Linked DNA regions of Mus musculus: region 2 is linked to region 1. The links are chromatin contacts, called in public Hi-C maps. All regions are on one chromosome and are shown on one strand. Each heading gives the region's core, a stretch centred on a gene start, on an enhancer-like site or on the middle of the called end of the contact. The rest is flanking DNA. Distances are from core to core; before and after follow the strand shown. Region 1 has its middle 8.6 kb from the start of Gm31015. Region 2 overlaps Plcl2 (phospholipase C-like 2).

Region 1 (4,071 bases), core at 1,097-3,596:
AGGGGCAGAGGAGATCAACCCCCAGCAGTTGCAGTCGAGGGTTTTTAAAGAATAAACTGCAAAGTGAGGGGAGGATAAGACCACAAAGAATGGGGAAGCTGAGTAAACATCGTAAAAATGGGGATGGTGAATTACAGCTCATCTCTCATGGAAAGGTTACAGGTTATCTTTGGCAAACATTCTTGGTCCTTTACACTATGGGTCAGGTGCCTGGGTGGGTCACCCAGTGGTCATCGTTCTCTCAGGCCTAAGGCAAAAGAACAAAGAACTCCATGCTGGGCTTTGTTTCTAGGGATCTAAGAAAGACATTGAGTTGGGGCCTTATAATTTCATATACAAAAACCAGGCCTTGTTTTCTCTAGAGCAACTAGATCTCTTATTCAGAAAAAGTAGACAGGGTTGCCTTTCTAATGGGCTTCATACTAAAAGATAAACAGGTTTCAGATGTAACTCTTTACTATTCCTTTATTTAAAGAAATAGTGAATTATTGCCAGACTGTCTTAACCGGCCAGCTTCCAATAATGACACAGAAACTTATTATTCATTAAGGCTAGCCTTATAGTTTAGGCTCATTCCCAACTAGCTCATATAACCTAATTAACCCATTTATTCTAATCTACATTCTGCCACGTGGCCCATTATCTTGTTTCTTCCTCCATGTCTGGCTGGCAATAACACACACACACACACACACACACACACACACACACACACACACACACCTGCAATTCTTCCCAGCATTCCCCCTCTCTGTCCAGATGTTCCCCCTTTCCTCTCTTGCCCAGCCATAGGCTGTCAACTCTTTTATAAAGCAAACAGTGAGACAAATGATGCTTCATAAAAATAACAATACCAAAGTCCAGACAGTACTTAGCACTCAGCTGGTACAGAAATCAACATTTGAATAATACAAAGACAACGTTGACACAGTGCACTGGAGATTATCCCAACAGTAAAGGACTGCTTTCAGTAATCAGCCACTTGTGTCTTATGAAAAATGATTAAATTGGGGTTGGGGGGGTTTATAAGTTTATGTTGAGCTATGAGGGTCAAAGAAAGTAATTTCTGGGGATATGAAAGCTTAAGTTATGAAGGTATGAGGAGAAAATTATTTAAGGTATATGAAAATTGAGAAATGTTCAGATTTCTTTCTCCTTCTTTGTGCCTGGAATGCTGGGGGCTGTTGGTCATGTAAGATAACAAACCACAAGTCTTTGCTTCTGTAAACAGGTTTGGTTGTTTCAACTGCACGGGATGTGCTTGATCACAAGTAGGCAGGAGGTACCCCAGGATGCATGCTTGCCCCTGATTGGACAAAGACAGGAAGTACATAGCCTTGTGGTTTTTGCCTCTATGAGCCTCTGAATAAAGTAGTTCTGGCATACTCTGGGATCCTGAGTATGGACCTGATCAGTGTCCATTGTCCTGGCCAGTATTTAATAAAGCTTGCTTCAAAATTGACTCAAAATTTGTGGTTGTGATCTTATGCTGGCCTGCAGGAATTAAAAAAAAAAAAACAAAAACAAAATCATCGTGTTCCTCCAGCTAGCAGTCCCCAAGGAGGTGGCCCTCATGCTGTACACTGCACAACAGCAACCTGCTTATTTATTAGCTTGCTTTCTCCTTCTGATTCCCTTCCTGTTTTATTCAAATGCAAAATGTACAGCACAGACCCTTGTGTTTGAACAATGGGTCTTCAGGCAGAGGCTCTCTAAGGAAGGTTGTGAAATCTTCTGAGGGTGGTGGCTTGGAGGAGGAAGTGGGTACATTGGGGATTGCCTTGAGGTTTGTTAGCCTGGCTTCTCCTGTTGCTTATTCTTTTCTGCCTCCTGAGTATGGATACAATGTGCCCGGCACCCTCCCCCTCCTGTCACTGTGGTTCCTCACCCCCATGATGGACTGTATTCCCACCAACTGTAAGCCAAAATAACCTCTCCCTCCTTAAGTTTCTTCTTGGTGTTTTTTTTATATTATTATTATTACAAGAACAAGAAAAATAAAAACATACTTCCCCACTCCCTCAAACTGCTGTACTGAGGTCACCGCCCACATAAACTACTTTCACTTCACTTCCTGTTTCAATTGTACATGGGAGATGCTGATAAATCAAAAAGGTGTCACACTGACAGAAATGATTTTGTTCCCCAGAGGACATTTGGCAATATATTGGAGACATTTTTTGAATGTATGCTCATAACAGTTGGGGGACAGACTACTGTCAGCAGGTTATGAGTAGAGGCAAGGGATATGGCTTGTTGTGATTTTAAGAAACTGACAGACCAAAGAAAAGTTCTCACCAAGTTCAGCTTGCTGAACCAGTTAGGTTATCAGAGTTACTCACAGAAGTGTGCATGAACCAAAGGCAGTGACACCACTGGGAAGTCTCTGAGGGAACTTCTGGGTATCTATACCCCGAGAAAAGTCTTATTTTGGTCACATGTTTACCAATGAGGAGTGAGGATTGGAATTATAGGGAGGAGAGGCAACTCCTGAGGATCTCACTGGAGACCCATGAACCCACCCCTCTCTGATCACATGAGGGTCTCTGTGAATTATGATAGTGAATCACGATGGCTATGATCACATCTGACACAGAGGAAGCAGTTAGGCAGTACTGTTAATTAGACTATAATGCACAGCACAGTCCACACAAGAATTTCCAGGTCTCAAATGCCAATCACACCTAAGAGTGGGAGATCCTGACTTAATGCACCTGGGGCTCATGCCTCATAACCTCAGCTCAACACATGGCCTTAGAAACCAGGCAAATGTCAATGTTGGAGAACAAGCTCACACATGTGATAGTCCAGACCACCTCAGTTTCCCCTCTGGTACAATAAAGCAGGGATCATTGTGGGGGTTTGGGGTGTCATGGTGAGCCAATCCTTAGCTATATGTGAGGGAAAAATTGGCAAGGGAAAGGGGGACAAAGTTGGCTTAGGATAGCATGGAGCATGATTGGTAATGCCGGCAGTATCATGGAGGTCCCAGTGGCAGGGCACCTGTTATGAAGTTTCTCACACACTCATGGTTAACCACTGAAGTACAACTAAATGTGTACATTAGAAAGCTGGAGAAAAAGCTCAATAAATAAAGTCCTTGCTTTGAGGACCTGAGGTGTATCTCTGAGACCCAGGCTAGTATAGTGATGCACATGGAGGTGTGGAGACAGGTATATCTTTAGGTATATCTTTAGGCCAGACAGCCTACCTAACCTAATTATTTAGCTCTAGGCTAAAAGCAAGCCCTGTCTCAAAGAAAGCACATCCCGAGAATGACACTTGAGGTAGTCATCTGACCCTTGTACAGATACAACACGTGCCAAAACAAATAAGGTAAGTAAAATTATGGTGTGGTTTATGGTCTTGGTTAGCTGTGATAACATACCCTGACTAAAGCCACTAAAGGAAGGACGGTCTCATTTTGGCTAATACTTCCCGAACAAGTCAGTGGTAAGGTAAGGGAGGGGTAGGAGCTTACTGTCTTACTGTCACCTTTCATCCACACTCAGGAAGCAGAGAAGGACAAAGAGCAAGTTGAACAAGGCTATAAAATCTCAAGGCTCACCTTCAGTGCGCCATTTTCTTCTTAAGGAGCTACCCCCAAAGAGTCAACAACCTTCCCAAAGAGGCTACCAGCTGGGGACCAACTGCAGTTCACTTAGGGTGGATATTTCATATTCAAATGATAATTGCGCTATTTTTAAAGCAGTCTATCTGTATTGGTTAGTTTTCTGTTGCTGTTATAAAATACAGTGACCTAAATATTGCTCTTCATCCTCTGCATCCAGAGCATGGACACAATGTGACCAGCCAACCTCCTGCTCCTACCCCCAGAAACAGTTGTTAATTACAATGCTGTGATGGTTAATTTTGATTTTCAGTTTGACAGGACTTAGGATCGTCTAGGAATCAAACTTCTGAGTGTGTCTGTAAAGACATTTGCAGGGATGCTTAATGGGCGGGGCCTGCACTGTGGGTGTGGGCTGGCCATGACTTCCCCACCATGGCGGACTATATCCTCAGACTACAGGCAAAATGAAAGACCCTTCCTTCTGTACATTACCTTGG
Region 2 (4,071 bases), core at 488-2,987, 170 kb before region 1:
AGGAACGAAGGACTAACTGATGTAAAACTATCTTGAATTAAATGAGTAATAAACTATGGAAAATAAGCTTTTTAAGTTTTTGCTATTTGATCAATATATTTTAGTATTACGATCTTAAATGAGCCCATCTCCAGTAAATATAAATTACGGCGACTATGATCCAGTGATTTGACAGGATTTCTTTTCAAAGCAATATTTCAAATTAAATCAGACTCCAAACAGTTCATATGTAAAACATACGCTGAGGGACATGAGGACTAAAAGAAACAAGATTTCATTCTATAGATGTAACTGAGAGTTTTAAATTTTTTTAATTTTATATATTACTATTATTGTGAGTGGTGTGTGGGCACATGTCTTCCTTTATGTAGGTCCTGACGGTGGAATTCAGGTCACTGGGCTTTTAAGACAAGAACCATCTTGTCAGCCCTTATGGGGCTTTTAATCAGAAAATAAATGTGACCTATGGTACATTAATCACAGCAGCAGCTGACTCTAAAGTGTTTGTCAAATTCACACTCCTCCTGGGCTTAGAATCACCCCAAGGCTGATCATCCCAAAGCCACTAAGGGATGAATAATAATTAAATTATCGGTGTTGTGTACGTAAGTAAACATTCCCAAGCAAAAGTTCATCATGCCCTAGAATTACTATTTTTTGAAAATCATCTTTCTTTGGCAAGTGACACTATCGACTGAAAGTTCTAAAACAGCAGTTCTTAACCCGTGGGTCCCGATAACCCTTTGTGGTTAAACAGCCCTTTCACAGGAGTCACGCAATCAGGTATCCTATTAGGCATTTACATTACAATTCACAAGAGTAGCAAAATGAGGTTATGAAGTAGCAACAAAAGTCATGCTATGATTGGGGTCCACACACCTGAGGAACTGCATTAAAGGGTTGCAACATTAGGAAGGTTGGGAACCACCGTTCTAAAAGAAGAACTGACTAAAAAATCTCACATGAGTCTTTCTATGCCTTGGCAAAGAAAGCTATGTTTCCTCACTGGCAACAAAACTTCTTAATGTGAACAGAGTCATTTGCAGGAAGTCTGCATCACCTCAGCCTGTTGCCAGGATTCTGGGTCTGTTGCATGGACACCATGTCCTCTGGCACCTGGGCATGCCAGAGCTCTACGGCAAGAAAACTAATTAGCTTTGTATATGATCACATTCCCAAGAGCGTCATAGCCACCAGCATCTCTCTATGGTTGGATCATTCTTCTCTCTGTGGTGGTGATATGGAGTATGATGGTTAAATGAGAATGTCCCCACAGTCCTGGGCATCTGAACACTTGGTCTGCAGTGGTGTGGTGCTTGGGAGATTTAGATGTCTTGCTTTGCTGGAGAAAGTATGTCACCAGAGGCAGATTTTGAGATTCCCAATTTGCTGTTTCATGCTTGCAATTTGAGATGTGAAGTCTTGCTTTGCAGCTCCAGATACCGTACCTGACCGCTGCCATTCCACCCCTCCATGATGACGACGGACGCTTAGCCTTCTAGTGCTATAAGCCCAAGTACTCTATTAAAAGTTGCTTTGGTCATGGACTTTTATCACAGCAGCAGAGTCTAGACCCAAACTTGCTGACTGGCAACAGACATGGAAGTAAGGAGCAGACCACCAGTTTCCCTGTTTCCCTTGGTATTTTCTTTAACCTCCTCCTGTGGAGGGAGCAGGAGTTCCAAAAGTGGTAGCTCACTGACACAAAGCTATAAGTAATAGGAAAAAAAAAAGAGCTTTCACTTTCACATTGCTATTTAACAAGACACCAAAGCAAACCGTGTTTACCAGGTCTGTGAACATTTATGACAATGGAGCCTTCATGGACGGATATCACAAATAAATTTTCATCTGTTTTACAATCATTTGTATTACACTTTCAACGGGTCACCTTGAGAGACTGTCCTATTAACAATCAAAAAGGGTTACCACTTCTTCTGTCATAAGACTGCAACCTAACTATAAAAACAAAACAAAACCAAGGTTTGAGGTAGCCTAAAGAGTGGATAGCCAGTTTTAAATACTATATTCACCGAATAAGCTCTCAGTATAAACTTTGTGTGACTGTGCCTTCTTAAAGTTTAGATGTGGAAAATGAATGCTTGAGACTTGGGGGATGGCTCAGTTGGTAAACTGTAAAGTGCCACACACATGTAGGGTCTGAGTTCAGTTCCCCAGCACCTAAATAAAAATCCATCACAGTGCAAAATCCTTGTAATCCTGCCACTGGAGGCAGACAGACACGGGCCTCCGCATTGTTCTCCTAACAGCCATTGAGTTCTGTGCACCTGACAGCTTTCCCAGCCCAAAGCGCCAGAACCATTCTGTAATCATCCCAATACAAACACGTTAGATTTGTCCAGCAAGACCCTACTTCTGGGAGTAAAGTCTGTCCTGGTTTGCTTTTAATTGTTAGGATAGAATATTCTAAAATGTTCCTAGGAAAAACAACTTGAAGAAGAAAGGGTTTATTTCATATTACAACTCTCAGGTCACAACTCATCATTGAGGGTAAGAGTTCAAGACACAAACCTGGATCAGGAACTGAAGCAGAGATCATGGAGGAGTGTTGCTTACTGGCTGGCTTCCCCTATGTCTCACTCAACTTGCTACTTTGTACAACCCAGGACCCCTGCCCAGGGGTGACACTGCTCTGAGTGTCACCTCCTACATCAGAAAGAAAATGCCTTACAGCCTTTGCAACAGTCCAACTGGGTGGAGGCACTTCCATCATTGAGGGTCTTTCTTCCCAGGTGACTCTAGCTTGTGTCAGACTGGTCAAAAACTTCCCAGCACCACTAACACACACGTTTCTTTCCAGAAAAGCTATCAAAAGTCAAAAGCTTCTCAAGTTGTGTTTTTGCATATTCATGATGATCATGGCAACCTGCTACTTTTTTCAAAGTTTGATAAGATATACTGCTTCAAATATATAGATATATAGATATTGTGTATGTGCATTTATGTATCATACCATTTATTTCCCATGAAGGTAATTAATCCAAAATAATATTTTCGCTTTATCCATGCACTGTGTCATTAAATATCTCCATATATAATCAAATTCAGTAAAATGGCAATATGGCTCAGCAGTTAAGAGTATATTCTGCATAAAGATGAGGAGATGAGTTCAAATCCCTACACACATATAAAATAAGAGCTATAACCATGTACGTCCGTGACCTCAGCACTGCTGGGGTTAGGGGGACAGAAACAGAAGGATCGCCGGAGATTGCTGGCCACTAGCCCAGCTACAAGTCCAGTTATAGACTCTACATCAAAGAAATAAGAGGAGAGGTATAGAATAAGATACTTGATGTCCTCCTGTTGTAAATATAATGAATGTATTATAAACATAAATGTGTGCATGTGTACACATGTGTTTCATATTACATTTACACACACACACACTCAGCTACAATGTACTTATTTTAATAAACATGTAGAACAATCTACATCAACTATAAACTATTCCCTACCAGTTCTAATGAGTAACATCTACCCAGTTCACTCATTTCTGAAAGCTATTTTTACATCTTTCTGGTTATGATGAGCTGTTACTTTAAGTTGGGAAAGATACTGCTTTAAATACTTGTGTGTATCTGTATAAGTATCTGTGTGGATACACAAATGTTTATTTCTTACTACTAGTTCTACACAAGTTTAAGAATAACAAGAGAGAGATTTAATACTTTGGAGGCATTTTGCCTGAATCCACTTATTCACTAAATTATTTTTTTACTAATAAAGGCCACAGTAATTTCTTTATGTGTCAGTTGATTCTAGTTTTTTTTCCAAGCAGTTTTACCTGCTTTGACTTCATAACATTTCAATGTCATGGCACAAAATATTTACAATACCAAGTTTTACCAGCAGCATACAATGCCACAGGGCAGAGGGAGGATTATGAAAATCATTTTCTCCTCTAATGATTTATACTTAGGTTATTATAAACGTTTGCCCCTGACTTACTAATACTGGAGAGGCATGGCAGCACAAACTCAAACAGGAACAAAGAACTGAGATGGTGATCCTTGCACGATGCATGGAACAGGAGGGAACGCCCGTGCA

What was found. Hi-C and Micro-C count contacts between places; a contact is called where the count stands out from the background.
Region 2: a contact with region 1 is called in a Hi-C map of CD8 T cells, with 1.7 times the contacts expected there. The contact joins two enhancer-like sites. A contact is called at or near these places in 4 of 484 Hi-C or Micro-C datasets (CD4 T cells, CD8 T cells and memory CD8 T cells) and 3 of 115 datasets of contacts at active chromatin or transcription factors (bone marrow-derived macrophages, microglia and pancreatic cancer cells).

The regions. Positions count from the first base shown.
Region 1 is chr17:50,413,501-50,417,571 of GRCm38.p6, reverse strand. No RefSeq gene overlaps it. Among named protein-coding and RNA genes, the nearest start is that of Gm31015, 8.6 kb to the left of the region's middle. Within about 2 kb of position 2,346, at least 100 of the 459 cell types and tissues checked have an H3K27ac peak or open chromatin away from gene starts, as enhancers often do. A contact at or near this core is called in CD8 T cells and memory CD8 T cells, where this site is marked.
Region 2 is chr17:50,578,272-50,582,342 of GRCm38.p6, reverse strand. All of the region lies in intron 1 of Plcl2 (phospholipase C-like 2), which reads right to left. Among named protein-coding and RNA genes, the nearest start is that of Plcl2, 71 kb to the right of the region's middle. Within about 2 kb of position 1,737, at least 40 of the 459 cell types and tissues checked have an H3K27ac peak or open chromatin away from gene starts, as enhancers often do. A contact at or near this core is called in CD8 T cells and memory CD8 T cells, where this site is marked.